2 separate regions of the Capra hircus genome follow, and region 1 is linked to region 2. A link is a contact called in public Hi-C data. All regions are on one chromosome and are shown on one strand. The core of a region is the stretch at or near the end of the contact, and the rest is flanking DNA. Distances in the headings are between cores, read along the strand shown.

What was found. A called contact is a pair of places that touch in the nucleus more often than the background predicts.
Region 1: a contact with region 2 is called in a Hi-C map of blood, with 4 times the contacts expected there. The contact joins the promoter of RNGTT here to the promoter of UBE2J1 in region 2. A contact is called at or near these places in 2 of 5 Hi-C or Micro-C datasets (both in blood).

Annotation. Positions count from the first base shown.
Region 1 is chr9:48,395,671-48,399,883 of ARS1.2, forward strand. RNGTT (mRNA-capping enzyme) reads left to right here and starts at 2,685. Exons shown (of 16, transcript XM_018053155.1): 1 at 2,685-2,955. The coding sequence starts at 2,892.
Region 2 is chr9:48,104,243-48,107,900 of ARS1.2, forward strand. It overlaps UBE2J1 (ubiquitin-conjugating enzyme E2 J1), which reads left to right and starts at 1,811. Exons shown (of 8, transcript XM_018053150.1): 1 at 1,811-2,116. The coding sequence starts at 2,086.

The DNA of each region.
Region 1 (4,213 bases), core at 1,435-3,934, 290 kb after region 2:
CAGGTGGTGCTAGTGGTAAAGAACCCACTTACCAATGCAGAAGACATAAGAGACATGGGCTCTATCTTTGCGACTTACAGCTTGGAACCAGGTGTTGTTGTTGTTGTTGTTGTTCAGTCACCCAGTCATGTCTGACTCTTTGCAACCCCATGGACTACAGCACACCAGGCCTCCCTGTCCTTCACCAACTCCTGGAGCTTGCTCAAACTCATGTCCATTGAGTCTGTGATGCCATCCAACCATCTCATCCTCTGTTGTCCCCTTCTGCTCTTGCCTTCAATCTTCCCCAGCATCAGGGTCTTTTTCAATGAGTCAGCTCTTCTCATCAGATGGCCAAAGTATTGGAGTTTCAGCTTCAGCATCAGTCCTTCCAATGAATATTCAGGACTGATTTCCTTTAGGATTGACTGGTTTGATCTCCTTGCAGTTCAAGGCACTTTCAAGAGTCTTCTCCAACACCACAGTTCAAAAGCATCAATTTTTTGGTATTCAGGTTTCTTAATGGTCCAGCTCTCATATCCATACAGTATTACTGGAAAAACTATAGCTTTGACTGTAGGGACCTTTGTTGGTAAAGAAATGTTTCTGCTTTCTTTAGGTTAAATTCCTGTGATGACAAGGAGACAGGGGGGTGCCATCTTTCTTCCTGTTTACAAAGAGGTGGCTCTCTAGACCTTGAGAAAAGTTCTTGGGTTGTAAAGCAGGCAAGAGGCTTACTGAGCTGTTCAAAAGACTTATATATAGGTATCAAAGTGATGGGGCAGGATTTACAAATAAAAGTTTTTGAAAGAAAATGTTCTAGGAAAGGGGAAAGTCTTTTTCCTTTTTGTCAACAGGGAAAATTCAATCTTATTTACCCCTACTCTCACCTCTCTGCCGTTTTCCAAGAGGAAAAAGAGATGCCCATAGAGTGACCAACATGAGTCCTCCCTGGCTTTCTGGAACCACAAACACATTCTCATTAACATGTCTTGACTTCCTCTTTGCTCCAACTCCACTCTGCCAGCAGACACTAGAATTGGCCATCATCTAGGCAGATTGCTGGTTTGTAAGGCAACTGAGTCTTACCTTTTCCTGTTAGCAGAGGACTGTTACTTTCACTAAAAGGTCTCAACAGATATAACAGCCAGACAGACCAGGAGTGCCAACTAATTCAAGCTCTCTCAAACATAGACAGCCCCTTTCTATGGGGAGAATTCTGATCATATTGAGAGGGCCCAGGCATTTGGGAGCTGAGCAGTCCCACAAGTTTCTCACCAGCACTTTAACATCAGATCCCCAACCTCCAGGATCTAATGCCTGATGATCTAAGGTGGAGTCGGTGTCATAATAATAGAAATAAAAGTGCACAATGAATGAAATGTGCTTGAATCATCCTGAAACCAACCCCCTCTCCCCAGCCTGGTTCGTGGACAAACTGTCTCTCATGAAATTGGTCAAAAAGGTTGAGGACCACTGCTTTAACAAGCATTCCCTGCCCTGTCCCAAACCGCATTCTCTTGCAGTTCAAATACAGCACTGATATTTAAAACCAACCTGTTAACACTATAATTAACTTGCCAGCATCCAGCTTTATATTTAATACTTTAACTAAATTAGTCTGGTAGCTATAGAAAGTCTTATTACGGGACAGTTTATAAAATGAGCTCCCAATCGCCTGGAATTGGAAGATGCTTCCAATTTGGTAAGCCAAATTGAGAACACTGCCGCGTAGCGGTACTCCACTGAGCAATTCCTGCCTTTGCTAATAACACACATTAGTTGGTAACTTTCAGACTCCCAAATACACTATAAAACTGCTCCAGAAATGTAGAAACAAAACTCATAAAGCACGGTTTGGGGTTAATTTCAGATGCTTCATGGATCCCTAGAAACACATCCCCAAAGAGAAATCCCTCATTTCTGGTGCTCCAATCTCTCGCCCTTAGATTTTCTCTAAAGCTTGTTCCGCTAATCCAAGTCAGGAAGAACTTTTCAAATTCCCAATCAAATCCAGATCCTGCCGAAACGCCAAACTTGGCCGAAAAAAGGGCGATCAGGCTCTTGGGGTATGACGGCAGCGAGAAAGCCCCTTTCGTCAGTAAAACAGATAGATGCCTTAACGAAATCTGCGGACCACTCTACGCCTGGAAAGAGGCTTGGTTTCATTCTCCAGGGTTTCCATCGGCTGTCGAGACAGAAATGTAAAGAACGGTAGTTCTGCGGTATCTCGTACTATGGCAGCAGCTGCTGCTGCTGCTTCTGCTGCTGCTAAGTCACTTCAGTCGTGTCCGACTCTGTGCGACCCCATAGACGGCAGCCCACCAGGCTCCTCCGTCCCTGGGATTCTCCAGGCAAGAACACTGGAGTGGGTTGCCATTTCCTTCTCCAATGCATGAAAGTGAAAAGTGAAAGTGAAGTCGCTCGGTCGTGTCTGACTCTTAGCGACCCCATGGACTGCAGCCTACCAGGCTCCTCCGTCCATGAGATTTTCCAGGCAAGAGTATCGGAGCAGGGTGCCTTCTCCCACTATAGCAGCCGAGCATCTGCGAAGCCGCCCACAGAGCCCTCCGAGATCTGGGCGGGGCGGGGCGAGGGAAGACCCGCCCCTTCTATTCGCCTTGGCCTTAACTCCTTCCCATCCCTCCGCCAGCTTCTCTTTTTCACCTCTGACCTCGGAAAGAAGTGGGTGGGGCCTTTGGGGGCGGAAGTGGCGGTGCATTGTGGGCTCGTCTAGAGTTGAGCCTGAATGGAAGTGGCGCGCCGCCGCTGACATTACCGCGTCGGAGCGGCTAGGGTTCGGACGCCGTCCGGGATTCGGGTACCTCAGACCTCCGGTTCAGAGCGGACCGCGAGGAGGCGGCCGCTAGGCCGAGCGTTGGTGGAGGGGCGACTGTGCGCGGCCCCAAGACATGGCTCACAACAAGATCCCGCCGCGGTGGCTAAACTGTCCGCGGCGCGGCCAGCCGGTGGCAGGTAACCGGGACTGTGGTGTTCGAGTCCCCGCGCACGGGCGGGTCCGGGGGTGGGCTGAGGAGGTGCAGCTTTCGGTAGTGGTGTTTCAGGACCGAGATGTACTTGGTCCGATGAAGCTTCGTGGATGAATATTTGGGAACCTGGACTGGAGGGAATAGGGGCACTTGTCATTCTTCAGTAAGGCTAAATGTTGCGAACAGGAAGGTAGATAGGCGGTTTCTGTGTGGCAGGAACTGAGGACACAAGAACTCGAGGGGCAGTACTTTGAAGCTTAGTCAAGAGTTTTGTAAACCTTTCAGGGTTCTCGGAAGGGTGTGGGTCTTGAGATGAAGGAGGGCTTAAGAGGAGGAAGGGCAGTTCCCAGTGGTGAAATTGATCCACACTGAGACTGGAGGTTTTTGTTTTGCTTAGTTTTTTAAAATCCCCCCCTTTTTTTTTTTTTTTTAAGAATGACTTTTGAGGACTTTTTCATCTTTGAGTTTGACCCAACAGACTTTAAATTTAAAGTGTACAGTTGGATAAATTTTGACTCCCGCATACCCCCTATGAAACACAAGAATGAAACACAGGATAGTGAACATAATCATCACCTCTTCAGGTTTCCTCCAGCCCTTGATAATCCCTCTCTCTGCAGGCAACCGGTGATCTGCTCTCTGTCACTATAGATTTAGTTTGCGTTTTGTATAATTTTGAAAATAAATGGAAACATACTCTCTTTCGGGGACTATCTCTGGCATCTTTCACTCAGTATTATTATTTTGAGATTTATATGTGTGCTTGTGTGTGTCATTAACTCATCCCTTATTACTGCCAAGTAGTAGTCTATTGTTATAGCTACACCAGTTTAAATTAGATTTGTTTATTCATTCATTCATTGATGGTCCTTTGGGTTTTCAGTTTCTGGCTGTTGCATACTAACTTACTATGAACATTCATGTACAGTTCTTTGTATGGGCATATGTTTTCTTTTCCCCTGTGTAAATCTTTAGGACAGGGATGGATCATACAGTAGGTGTACATTTAACCTTTCAAAAAACTGCCAAACTCTTTTCAAAGTCCTAACATTTTGCATTCCTGCCTGTCTGTATGAGGATTCTTCTTTGCTCCATATCCTAACACTTGATTTGGTCAGTCTTTTTAATATTACCCATTCTTTACCAACTGAGCTCTCAGGGTAGCCCCAATAGGGGCTTAGTACTGTCTCATTGTGGTTTGATGTTGAGCATCTTTTCATGTGCTTCTTGGCGGTTCACATATC
Region 2 (3,658 bases), core at 561-3,060:
AAAAGATTACTGTTAATCACAAAAATGCAGGTATCTCAAGTTAATGATTTTAGTGCTTTTCTACCTATGAGAAGATGCGAGAGTCTGGACTCTGAAATTATTCTATCCTTTCTCTAGGGCCAGTATCCTGTTTTACTTTATCCTGAATTCCCCTCAGGGTGTACCTTCAACGGGCAACTGCCACAGCTGATGGCAGGCAGACATCCTTTGTTTACTGAAATGGCAGGCAATATTTTGGGGGGCCACAGATAAGAACTTTTAATGTAGTTGAAAACAGGAAGAATTTAAGCTTGAGTTCTCTGAGACCTCAATTGTCTTCATCTGTAAAATGGGTATAAATAACCCATGTCACTACCAGTGAAAAGGCACTACTTTTCCCTTATGAGTTCTTGGCTGAAACCCCTTGCAACAGACAAATGAACAAAAGAAGAAACAAGCTGAGTATGTCCCTGAGTCACTACCAAAGATTAATAGTATCTTCAGCTAAAGACAGGGGGGATTGAAGGCGGCCAGTAATGAAAGGGCACAGGGAAACAGGGGTAAAGGTTGTTTCGAAGATTTGTTAGTACCTCCTCCATCAACTTTCTCAGACACTGGTGGCTCAGGCCATAAAGAATCCACCTGCAATGCGGAAGACCTGGATTTGATCCCTGGGTTGGGAAGATTCCCCTGCAGGAGGGTATAGCAACCCTCTCCAGTGTTCTCGCCTGGCAAATCCCCTTGGACAGAGGAGCCTGGTGGGCTACAGTCCAGGGGTTGCAAAGAGTCCATGGGGTCGCAAGAAGACACAACTGAGCGACTAAGCACAGCACAGCAAAAAAAATGTGTTTTAAAAAACGTGAATTTCCCTTCAGTTCAGTTCAGTCGCTCAGTCGTGTCCCACTCTTTGCGGCCCCTTAGGAAACGATAAATTATACTCTATTTTCAGAGATTTTCTTGTGCCTGCTCTTTCTCAAAAATATTCAGCTCAAGATAATCCTTATGCCAAAGAGGTATATTTTGGGGTGGCATATTGTTACCTTTCAAAAAGAAAGTTTTCTATTTTTATATAACAAAATAAAATTTGCCCAGCCTGGTTAACCCTCTTCATTCCACATAGAATTCTCTCCTTCCCTCTTCATCCTCTCCGTCGTCCCAATCCCCCCCTTTTCCTAAATCCTTGTCCCTTTTTACGTCTTTTTCGTGACGTCAGTTTCTGCAATGAAGCCCGAAATGTGTTCTTTGAGGGGATACCTTTCATATATGTATGCTTCCGAACCCGATTCAATTCTTCTTTAAAAATCTCCCCAAATGCTTAACTAACTGCCTTGCACCCAAGCATATTTGTCTGGGGAAAAAAAAAAATGTTATAAAAACCCTTCTCATTCTCTTATCACTGGATTTCTCCTTTCCTGCTTAACTGTTTCCACCTCAGACAGCTACCGATCTGAAAACAAAGCACTTGGCAGTAGCCGGCCCACACGGGCGACGGGCTGGGGTGCCTCTGAACCGGTCTCGAGGACCTGGGCCCAGATCCACCCGCAGCGAGGGCGGTCGGGGCGTTTCGGGCCGCGCCTTTCCGCGGGAAGTCCCGCAAGCGCCTGGGGAGCCCGGGTGGGCCCGGGCAAGGCTAAGACCTGAGCGCCGCCCGCTCCTGCAGATCCGGGAGTGCGCTTCGCGGGACCGGGGAGGTGACCAGCGGCCGAGCCGCGCCCCCGCCACGAAGCGACTGCCACGTCAGGACAACTTCACAAAACCTGGGCGAGGGCGGGTGACGCAGGCCGGGCGGCCGTGGCGGCTTTGGGCCCGCGGCCAGACGAGGAGGCTGACCTCCAGCCCAGCCCCGGCTTCAGCGACACCCCGGCCGGCGCCGGCGCCTGCCCGGCCCTCTGGGAGGCGGGGGAGCAGCGCAGGAGGCGGTGCCACCGCGGAGCCCGCGCCCTCCCGCCCCGCCCGCAGTCCCGGCCTGGGCGGGGCGGCCACCGCGGAGGCTCCTCGGCCAGACCCGGTCGGCCCGAACCGAGTTGAGACGCGGGAGGCGGCGGCGCGGAGAGGCGGCGACGGCGGCGGCGGGCCGGGAGGCTGGAGCCGGGCCAGCCCCCCGCCATGGAGACCCGCTACAACCTGAAGAGTCCGGGTGAGCGGGGCTGTGGGCAGGGGGCGGTGCCGCACGGTGAGCGCGATGGGGGAGTGACCCCGGACCCCGGGGACCCGCGCCGCGGTCCCCTCGCGTCGGCCGCCACTCGCCGCTCCGCTCCCGGTTCCGCGCTCTACGCCAGCCCGCCGCCTGCCGGGCTGGTGCAGGCCGCGGAGCCGGGCGGCCCGGCAGGCACAAAACCTGGGGTCTCCCTTCCGCACCCCGACTGCCCTTCCCTCATTTTCGCCACGTAGAACTGGGTTATCAGCTCGTCCCCGCGAACAGGTGTAATGGTGATGGCCGTGAGTAATAGAGATCAACCCCTTGCCCTACCTGCGCCTTGAACACGGTCGTTAGCTCTTCTCCGTCGCCGCCACCGGACTTTTATTAGCTGTTTGACTCACTCTCATTTGAGGATTTCGTTTAAACGTCCTGTTTGCAGGCTTTGGGGCAAATAGAATTACAGACATAAAGGAAATGTTCTGGACTAAAGCGGTTAACCAAAAAGCTAAGAAAACTAGTTGAACCATGTACTTTAGAACTAACCATGATTTTAGCCATACTGGTATGATGTATGTATGCCTCTTTTCAGGCATAGAAACTTCTCTTCCTGTCTTTAATACCCCTGCTTCATTCACAGAAGCAGCCAAACAATCCTAGCCTCAAATACTTTTCTGGTGTATAATAAAGAAGCGGGCTTCCCTGATGGCTCAGCGATAAAGAATCCGCCTGCCAGTGCAGGAGACGCGGGGTGCATTCTGGTCCGGAAGATCCCCTGGAGGAGGAAATGGCAACCCACTCCAGTGTTCTTGCCTGGAGAACCCGTGGACAGAGGAGCCTGGCGGGCTACAGTCCATGGGGTCGCGAAAGAGTCAGAAACGACTTAGTGACTAAACAACAAAATTAAGAAGCACGAAAAGGAAGCAGCTCTCAGATTAAGACAGGCTTCAAACAAACCTTTGGATTCTGTAAGTGGTATTGGATTTGTACCTTGATAAATTTGTTCAGAGGGAGAAACTCCACACTTCAGGTCTAAATAATCCTAATAAAGGATTTTAGTGATGGTTTGGCCAACCTTTATTGGTTCTTTTTTTTTTTTTTTTCCCCTTCCGAAGAAGCGACTTCTCAGTAAGAATCAGCAAGATTAGCATGCTCATGGAGAGAGTTGATACTGTGAATCTTGGATTTTTTTTAATGACTTAAAAACATAACAAAAACTGAAGAAAAGCCTGAGGATACTGATTGAACAGAGCTTTGTTAACTTGAGTTCTGTCAGGCTAAGAAACGTTCTCCGGTAACCAAGAATCAGTCATAACGTTTGGGGGAGCCATAGACTTAAAAAAAAATAAATCCGCGGAAGGGTTTGGACTCTCCAAGAAGTACGTTTATAGGATTCAATTTCAGTGGATTCACCACCCCTGCCATCCTCAACCCATCTCCTACGCCAGGGGGAATAAAGGGAGATGAAAGAGAACGAGGGAAAGAAAAGCTTAATTTTAAGATTAGATGGTGGAATGCTTAGAATGTGAAAATTGTGCTAGA